Regions from separate parts of the Zea mays genome. Here region 1 is linked to region 2. Evidence: chromatin contacts called from public Hi-C data. All regions are on one chromosome and are shown on one strand. The core of a region is the stretch at or near the end of the contact, and the rest is flanking DNA. Distances in the headings are between cores, read along the strand shown.

What was found. A called contact is a pair of places that touch in the nucleus more often than the background predicts.
Region 1: a contact with region 2 is called in a Hi-C map of ear, with 2.4 times the contacts expected there. The contact joins the enhancer-like site here to the promoter of LOC100272497 in region 2. A contact is called at or near these places in 3 of 25 Hi-C or Micro-C datasets (ear, leaf and tassel).

Annotation. Positions count from the first base shown.
Region 1 is chr2:163,806,814-163,811,481 of Zm-B73-REFERENCE-NAM-5.0, forward strand. No RefSeq gene overlaps it. Among protein-coding and RNA genes, the nearest start is that of LOC103649040, 16 kb to the right of the region's middle. Within about 2 kb of position 3,213, at least 11 of the 20 cell types and tissues checked have an H3K27ac peak or open chromatin away from gene starts, as enhancers often do. A contact at or near this core is called in ear, leaf and tassel, where this site is marked.
Region 2 is chr2:163,362,492-163,367,070 of Zm-B73-REFERENCE-NAM-5.0, forward strand. LOC100272497 (KH domain-containing protein SPIN1) reads right to left here and starts at 1,929. Exons shown (of 7, transcript NM_001146966.1): 1 at 1,806-1,929; 2 at 1,574-1,662; 3 at 736-887; 4 at 246-365; 5 at 54-170. The coding sequence starts at 1,885.

The DNA of each region.
Region 1 (4,668 bases), core at 1,963-4,462, 450 kb after region 2:
CATGACCACATAAAAATATTATATTTTCATTGAGTTCTTTTGAACATAAATTGTAAAAACATAATAACATATTCCCAGTAAAAAGAAGCACACATATTCACCTTTTTTTCCTCTGCACTAAATAAAAGTATACTCCATTATATACTTATCTAATGGATGATATATTTTAGAATTTACTGCATAAATTACTCCACTAGGTGATACATAATTCCATTCCCTCCATTTACCGTGACGTTTTTCAAACAATTTTAAGTTTTTCAAGTGGACAAAATACTTTGTGAGCTTGTGTCTGTGTGTAGGGGTACAATCCCTTACTTTTATATTTAATTTACATACTACTAACTAAACAGTGTATTTAATCTGCAGATTTAATTAACCTTTCCATTCAGCGACATAAACGAAATATCTAGACAACAAAAAAAATCAGTGACAAAAACAAAAAGTATTAAAAAACCATGATGTGATCCATTGACAGCACCGTTGTGATTGCAAGCAACGCAAACGCAGGGGCAGGCGCAGGCCCCTCCCTCCTCCTCTTGCAGTAGCTGCAGCTCTGCATTATTGAAGCCGGCCGGCCGGCCTGGCCAGGGGGGACCTCGACGGCGAGAGGACGCATGCATGCATGTCGTCCTGATCGATCGATCTCACAGTGAGTCGGGTACGTCGGCTCGGCCGGTATATGTAGTAGATGAAGTCATGAAGGTGCGATGCATGGTGCGTGCATGTGCGTGCTCATCATCAAGTACGCTTTGTTCATTTATTAATCTTAAGGAAATGTACTTGCATTGGTTAGCGGCCACCGGTTTAGCTATGGTGCATCGCGGTCACGGGCGCAATAATGCACGCAACCTTGAGGTTGTGAGTTCGAGTACATTAGATTATTGGAGTTTTAGAGTCTAAAATATAAATATACTTGCATTGGTTAGCGGCCACCGGTTTAGCTATAATAAATTTTAATTAATATTAAAAAGTATAATTTCGAATACATTAGATTATTGGAGTTTTAGAGTCCAAAATATAAATATACTTAATAAACAAAAAGATTATAATTAGAATCCAAAATATAAATATACTAGGTATAAATAAACAGTGACTTGATGATTTTATAAAGTACTCCATACTTCCATAGGGTAGGTTACTTATGTGCATGGTACTTCCGTCACGGAGTTTGAATAAACAAAAACAAAAACAAAAAATATCTAGATGAATAAATAAATCAGTCACAAGAACAAAAAAAACTAGATGAAAAATAAATCTGGACAGACAAATCAGTGACATAAACGAAAAATATGGACAACAAAAAAACAAATTAGTGACAAAGACAAAAAAAAATATATTGAACGGCCACCATGGGGCTTGAACCCACGACCTCAAGGTTAAAAGTCTTGCACTCTACCGACTGAGCTAGATATGCTTTGTCGTTACACATCCGAGCTCGGCGCCATAGATCTTGGCGCCGAGCTCGGTACCACGCTGACGCCACGTCGTTCAGGTTGTGCCAGCGTAGCACGTACCTCGGCGCCATAGCCTATGGCGCCGAGATGTGTTACCTCGGCGCCATAGGCTATGGCGCCGAGCAAAGGGTCCAAAAATGACATTAAATTTTTTTTAAGGTCTAAACGTGAATTTTTTTTGAGAAAGCGACAAAATACAAAAAATTCGGTCGCTGGCCAAGATTAGGCTCAGAATTCGTGTTGTAGAGATGACTCACGAGGGCAACGGCGAGCAGCACAAACGGGGGATGCTGACTAGGGCTGGAAAATAAGCTCGAGGCTCGCGAGCCAGCTCGAGCTCGGAGCGGCTCGACTCGGCTCGAAGCGGCTCGCGAGCCTCGAGCGAGCCGAGCCGAGCCGGCTCGTTCCGGCTCGCAAGCTTTGCCAAATTACCTAATATGTAGAATAACGATGGATATTTGGTAATTTTATAGATAGTCAGTTTGTTTCTTAACGTTTCATGATAAATATATGATAATTAATAATTTAGATTACTTAAAATGATGAATGATATCTATATATTTATATTTATATACTAATAATTCACTAGATAATGCAATTATATATATCAGGGTGTGGCTCGCGAGCCGAGCCGAGCCGGCTCGCGAGCCACCTTCGAGCCGAGCCGAGCCTGTCTCGCTAGCTCGTGAAATGGGCGAGCCGAGCCGAGCTCGGTCAGCCACCGAGCTGCACCGAGCCGAGCCGAGCTCGGCTCGGCTCGTTTCCAGCCCTATCCACCGTCAGCAATGCTGACGGTGGCAGTGCAGACCCATTTTTTGAAATTTTTTATTCGATTTTCATCCCGTGGTTTGAATTTGGCAGTACTGAACTTCCTCAAACACCGCTGACTTTGTCTGCCGCCGAAACGCAGAATCAGTGATCAAAATATGTCTATGAACCGATAGTTATCGAAATATAGTCATTGTACCACTTTAAACATAAATATAACTAGTTAAGTGCCAGTACGTTGCTATAATCAGTGGCGGAGCACGACCTAAAAATAAGGTATGGCAATGGTAAAGACATATCTTGCAGTAAAACAAAAGTTTAGTACAAAAACATCATTAAGAAGTACCTTAGATGAAGGATCCCTTGTAGATTATATGCCAAATCAACAATTTAACCAAATATAAGCGGTCAAACAAAGAGGATGCATAAATTAGCATTAAAATAAAGAGCTAAATTTAATACAACAAAAGTAATAAGCTCTATCCTTTACCAAACTGTATTCTAACCAATTATATTGCTCAAACCAATCTTTTTGAAAGCAAGCAGGGCAGCAGGCTAGCAACTAGCAAGCAGTAAAAGCACGCCAGGGAAGAAGCCGTCTAGCAACTAGCAAGCAGGCTTGCAAGTAGCAACGCAAGCAGCTAAGCCAAGCAAGCAGTCGAAGCAGGCTAGCAAGCAGCCAAGCAGTGGCGGTCTGACGGAGCACGGCCAAGCAGCAGGCTAGCAAGCGTCAAGCGAGGCTACGACCTGCGAGGCGGTGGCTCGGTAAGGCGCTGGCTAGCAAGCGTCAAGCGAGGCTGCGACCTGCGAGGCGGTGGCTCGGTAAGGCTCTGGTGCGCGGCCGTATTTGGATAGCCGGCGGCCGGCCAGACGGAGGCGGTCTCGGACGTAGCGACGAGCAGGCGGCCGGGCGGGAGCGGCCGACGGTCTTGTGCGCCTACCTACGGCTGTGCCTGTTGTGTGGCTACGGAGGGAAACAGGGAGGCTACGACTGCTTGGGCTGAATACCTAGGCTCTGCTGTTTTACTGGGCCAAAATTTGAGGTATGGCGCGAGCCATACTTGGCCATAACGGGCCCTCCGCTCCTGGCTATAATATCTATGTATCACTAAGGTAGACCATATTTAAATACAATAGTTGTTCAGACATGTTTTAAATGTTTAGCATGAGCAGTCAAAAGTTCGAACAACTTGTAAGGATGGTGGCACTGACAGCAGAGTCTATAAGTGTCCAAACAGTGCGGGCCGCCCGTTTGGCCCGTGGCAAGGCACGAATTTAGCCCGGTCCAAACACGGCCCGGCATGGCCCTTTTAGCGTGCCGGGTATGGGCAGATACGGCGGCCCGCGTGCTTTGGCCCGGCCCGACACGATATATGGGTCGGCCCGACGACGGCCCGCGTATTTGACAACACAAATTCAGTCTACCGCAGGCCCAATTTCCCGGCGGCCCGAACAGGCTTAAGCGCCGCCGAGTCCACAGACGCAAACCTGGCCCGACGCCCTCTCAGCTCTTGGCTTAAACCCTAACCCTATCCAGCATTCCAGCTATCCCCGAGTCCCCAACCCTGGCCCGACGCCCTCTCTGCTCTCGGTCTCTGGCGGCGGCGGCGCCGTTTTCTCTCTTGCCTCTCGCCTCTTGCCTCTCGTGCCTTGGCCGTTGGCGATTCGGTTGTGCTTGGCTGCTCGCCCTGCTCGTGCGCGCCGATTGGGGATCTCGTGCTCGTCGATCGTGCTCGGCGATTGGGGATCTCGTGCTCGTCGGTCATGCTCGGCTGCTCGCCCTGCTCGTCAGTCGTCGATTGGGAATCTCGTCGTGCTCGCCGATTGGGGATCTCGTGCTCGGCTGCTCGCCCAGTCGCCCTTCTCTGCTTGTCCACAACTCATGCTCGCCCTTCTCGGTCTCTGGTTGCCCAGACGTTCTCTTGTCCATCGTGCGGCACACCACAGTCCACACGTCGACGACGTCGTCTCTGGTGCTCCGGCTTTGAAAGGTCCGTCTCTACTCTCTACTCATTTACTGTCGTTAGCTTATCAGAATTCAGAAGATACATGTCGTCGCCCGTCGACCGTCGTTAGCTGATAGCCTGATAGTCAAGAACGCATCTCTGTCGTTAGCTTATACCTTATACATGTCGTCGTTAGCTTCCAAACTCCAACGCTCCTCTCCGGCCGTAGGAACTGCTTCCAAACTCCAACGCTCCTCTCTGTCGTTAGCTTATCAGAGAAGTTGTCTGTTTAATTCTGTCGTTAGCTTATACATGCCGTCGTTAGTTGTTGTCTGTTTAATTAGTTGTTAGCTGTTTATTTTAGTTGTTGTATGTTATGTTTTTTAGATTTAGTTTACAACATCTGAACTCACTTTAGTATACTGTTTGTATAATTTAAATTAATTGTGCTTTTGGTGCATTGCAGTCGTTGAGGAACCGGAGGCGACAGTCCTCTAACC
Region 2 (4,579 bases), core at 679-3,178:
AAGTACACAAACATATAAGTGGGGTGCAATTAAGCAATACAATATTTGGTTACCTTTTCTGTATCTTTGACGGAACCCTTCCCTCTAATAAAAACACGGCAGCCAGTTGATGATTCAACTCGCTTTAGAGAATTACCCCTTGGCCCTAGAATGCGTCCCACAAAGTTGAACTACAGAAAAAAAAATAGAACTAAAATATCATTTAATACTGAAGGATAAATTGCACATGTTTTGGAAGGCAGTACATTAGGGTAAGAGTCGACGGGAACTTCCAAGCGCATGATCTTCTTGACAATATAAGAGCCAGGGCTCGGTGGTGCTCCTTGCCAGTCCATACTTGTTCCAGGAGGAGGAAAGCCCAATCTCTGTTATATTAAACGTACCCATTACAATATATGGCATAGACATACCCTCTAGGACTTAAGTATCTTCACTACAGAACATTATAAGGCCTGCAGTCTAGTGGTTGTAGTGCCTTAGTAGCATCCAGCAGGCCTGGGTCCACTCCCTGTGGGAGCAGATTCTCTGGGCTTGGATAAAAAAAACTTGCCACTACACAGTGAAATACATGGTCCAGTGCAACACCCTGGAGAGGTCTTCCCCAAGGCTGAGTTTTTTTTTCTTTATTACATTTTATAGAGCATTATATCCATGATTTTGTCCCTGCTATCAAAATGTTAAAAGAAACATGTTAACAAAAGGAAGCTTATTTCAGCGATTAATATTTACGCCTACCTCTTGGTGCATCCCATTCCAAGGACCAAAACCATTTCCATGTAGATTAGGCCGGACAATCGGTGAAGACATAGGGCTAGGACTTCTAAACCGGCGTCTGTCAAGATCACTAAATCCATGGTCATGAACCATGCTTGACACCCGCATGATTTCTATGTGACACAAATAACGGAAGAAAAGAAAAATAGCAGAGTTAGTAGTCAGAAAAGAAGAAATAATAAGTTGGTTTAACATAGGTGTCATAATAGCACCACGCATAAAAAAGGATAAGAAACATCTCAAATAATAGGTTATAGATAGCAGAGTGTGTAGCCCTGCAGATGGTTTCCTCAAATGGAAAAAATAGTATTTTTATTAAACATGATAATAATCAATATGCAATGCAGTTCAACTAAGTTGTCATTTTACTCTGCATAATGCAAGACATGAGGATGGAATGAACAACTGATTGCATCCCTTATATAAACATCCCCTGATCAATGGGGCCCTAAGCTGTTTTCAGTCATCTTGATCACTGATGGTGGATAAACTAGTATGAACTAAGAACTCATTACCAAACCTGGTAGCAAGAGAATCAAAACAATCCGCTATATCACCTAAAGGCCAAACCCAATCCCGAATCAGGGACAATAAGACAAATCAGATGGCGGCTTGGTAACTCTACCAAGCGCCCCAGCATATAACCTGCCGAAAAAGATCGGCAGCCATCCGAGCATTGAAGCCGGGCATTTCCCCAGTCCCGATTGCAGAGGAACCCCCTCTGAGGCGAAAGGGCACGAGATTTTCCACCAATCGGCAAGCAACAGTGAGCAAGCGAGGGATTAAAAAATGAACTCACCTTGGTTGAGCAGCCGGCTGCATATCGGCAGCACCTGCATGAATGGCCCCAACTTCTGGTGCTCGGCGAGAAGCTCGGCCAAGTACTGGCTGCGGAGGAAGCAAGCAGGGACGGTACCGTCAGCGCACCGCCCCAATCAATCGTGGGGAGAGGGAAGGAAGCGCGGAAACGGAGCAATCGTTGGATCTTGGATCAAATATTAGCAGCAAGTAATCCGATGAGAAATTAGTACCTATCAGCGTCGGGGTTGCTCCTAATCTGGGGGGAGAGGGTTCTTGCAGGGGAGAAGCCCTGGTTGTAGAGGCCTGACATGGTGGCGGCTGGGTGAGAGACAGCGAGAGAGCTCGGAAAGAGAGTGTGTGTTTTTCTCTTTTCCTTCCGGCGGAAGAAGGGTGATGATAGAGAGAGAGGGGGAGGAGTGAGGACCCACTCCCAGGTCCCAGCCCACACAACAAGGAGAAAAACAAACAGAAAAATATGTACGAGGTTGCATTCTGTTTTTCTTGGTGCTATTTTCGCGCAGATTAGGCTGTATGGTCATACAAAATATTATCTTATACTGTAAATAATACTCCCTCTAGTTTAAAATATAAGTCACTTTAAGATTATTAGAGAGTCAAAGTTTTTAAAGTTTGACCAAAAACATAGCGAGAATCATAAAGATTTATGACACGAATTCCAGCGGAAGAAGGGTGATGATAGAGAGAGGGGAGGAGTGAGGACCCACTCCCAGGTCCCAGCCCACACAACAAGGAGAAAAACGAACAGAAAAATATGTATGAGGTTGCATTCTGTTTCTCTTGGTGCTATTTTCGCGCAGATTAGGTTGTATGGTCATACAAAATATTATCTTATACTGTAAATAATACTCCCTCCAGTTTAAAATATAAGTCACTTTAAGATTCTTAGAGAGTCAAAGTTTTTAAAGTTTGACCAAAAGCATAGCGAGAATCATAAAGATTTATGACACGAAATAAATATAATATGAAAATATATCTAATAGAGAATCTAATGGTACACATTTGATATCGTAAATGTTATTATTTCATTATATAAATTTGATCAAATTTGAAAAACTTTGACTCTCCAAGAATCTTGGAATAACTTATATTCTAGAATAGAGGGAGTATTATTTATACACTAAAGTTTAATATAGGAGGTGAGATAAAAAATAAAATAGGAGAGCTATTGAAGATAGCCTTGACGTCCCTCATATCCACCCTTGTTGGCATGAGCCGACCTACTCACCTACACCCCTTCGAATAAGGGAGCGATAAGACCATCTTCAACCATTCTCATATATTTTTCTTTCTATATGTACTTTCTATTATATTTTACAACATCTACCTCAAAAATACACCCCACCTATATGATGTCTCCGGCCATTCCCCCTATTCAGCTCCCTCTATACACTATAACGTTGTTATTTAATATTTTTCATTAATTTTTTATGTTTAAAAAATCATATACTGTTCTTGTTAGAGACTTGTTCTCAAATGCTATGAATTAAGAACAAGGCAACACAAAAATAGGTTAATGGTTAATGTCATTCGTCCTTCGAAGCATTATTTCCCTTAAGATATAACGATCTTCGGACAAAGGTCATGAAGGATGTACCTTCATGATTACAGTATATGTTAATGGAAGAAGAAGAAGCATATGAAACATGAGAAATAACATGAATAATCATATGACATCATAAATATATCTTTATTATATCATCAAAGATGAATAAGAACAATATTGAATTACATTTGTACCTTCGGCTTGACAGAAGGCAAGGATCCAAGTGTGACGCACGAGTGAATACAAGTCAGCGTGAATAGTACGGGGGTACTGTTCACCTATTTATAGGCACGGGACGCAGCTCGGTCAAAATTACATTTATGTCCTTGTCAACTAGTTACAATCATGACACGAACTATCGTGGACCGATTAGTCTTCTCCTCTTTAAGTCGGTGCAACCCTTCGTCTCAAGGCATGTCGTTATGCCGAAGCTTCCTAAATGGTAGCTTCGGCGTGTATCTTCGCACTGTATTTGCTTATGTGCTGATCTTCCGAAGGTGTTTCTTCTTAAAGGACCTTTGGCGACGAAGCAGACCCTCAACAGTAGCCCCTTCGCGGTGCTAGATTGTTTTTCGTAACGAGCTTGATCCGTGAAAAATCTTCAAAGCTTCGGAATGCTGAAGGTACGAAAAACACCTTCCCTGAGCTCGTTGCCGAGAAACGATTAAATTATTCCGGGCGCGAGGTGGCCCACCATGCAGCGGGTAATGGTCCACCGTTCAGCGGGTGCGGGTGACTGTTCGGCGGGTGCGGGCGACTTGGCGATTCACCTTCCCACCTGCAGCACTATATAAACAGACGGGTAGGTGTGAAGTTACCACAACATTCATTGCCATTGCACTGTTGTGCTGTTGAAAAATTCAACCATAGCCGAAGCTTTTTCACTGCATTCTCGAGTGAACCATCTCTTTTGAATTAGCTTCGGCAAAAGAAAGAGCTTCGTCAAAACTGTAAAAATCATTAGCTTCGTAAAAACCGCAAAGGATTCATCATCATATGGCGAGAGTACGCTCGACTGCGAGGGTGACCCGTGAAGGGGAGGAGACTGAAGCCACTGAGACAGCTCCGATCTCCGAAGTCATGAGACAATCGGGATTAGTTGTGACAGAGGGAGCCATTGAAGAAGGTGCACCTGCTGCCCAAGCTGAACAAGTTGATGTTGAGGAAGAAAACGCTGATGAAGGAGAAGAGGATTATAGCATTCTGATCCCGTCAAAACTTAGCCACTTGGATTTTGAAAAATCTACTATGTCTGAAGCCGACATGCCCATGATGATAAAGTTGGGTTACTTTGGAGAAGCTGAAAAGAAGCTTATTCGTTTTGCCGGAGAAGAAACCACTCCAAAGCCGAAAGATGACGAAGTGGTGGTTTTCAAGAGCTTTTTCAGAGCAGGATTGCGGTTTCCCTTGAACGAGATGATTGGGGAAGTTTTGGATAAT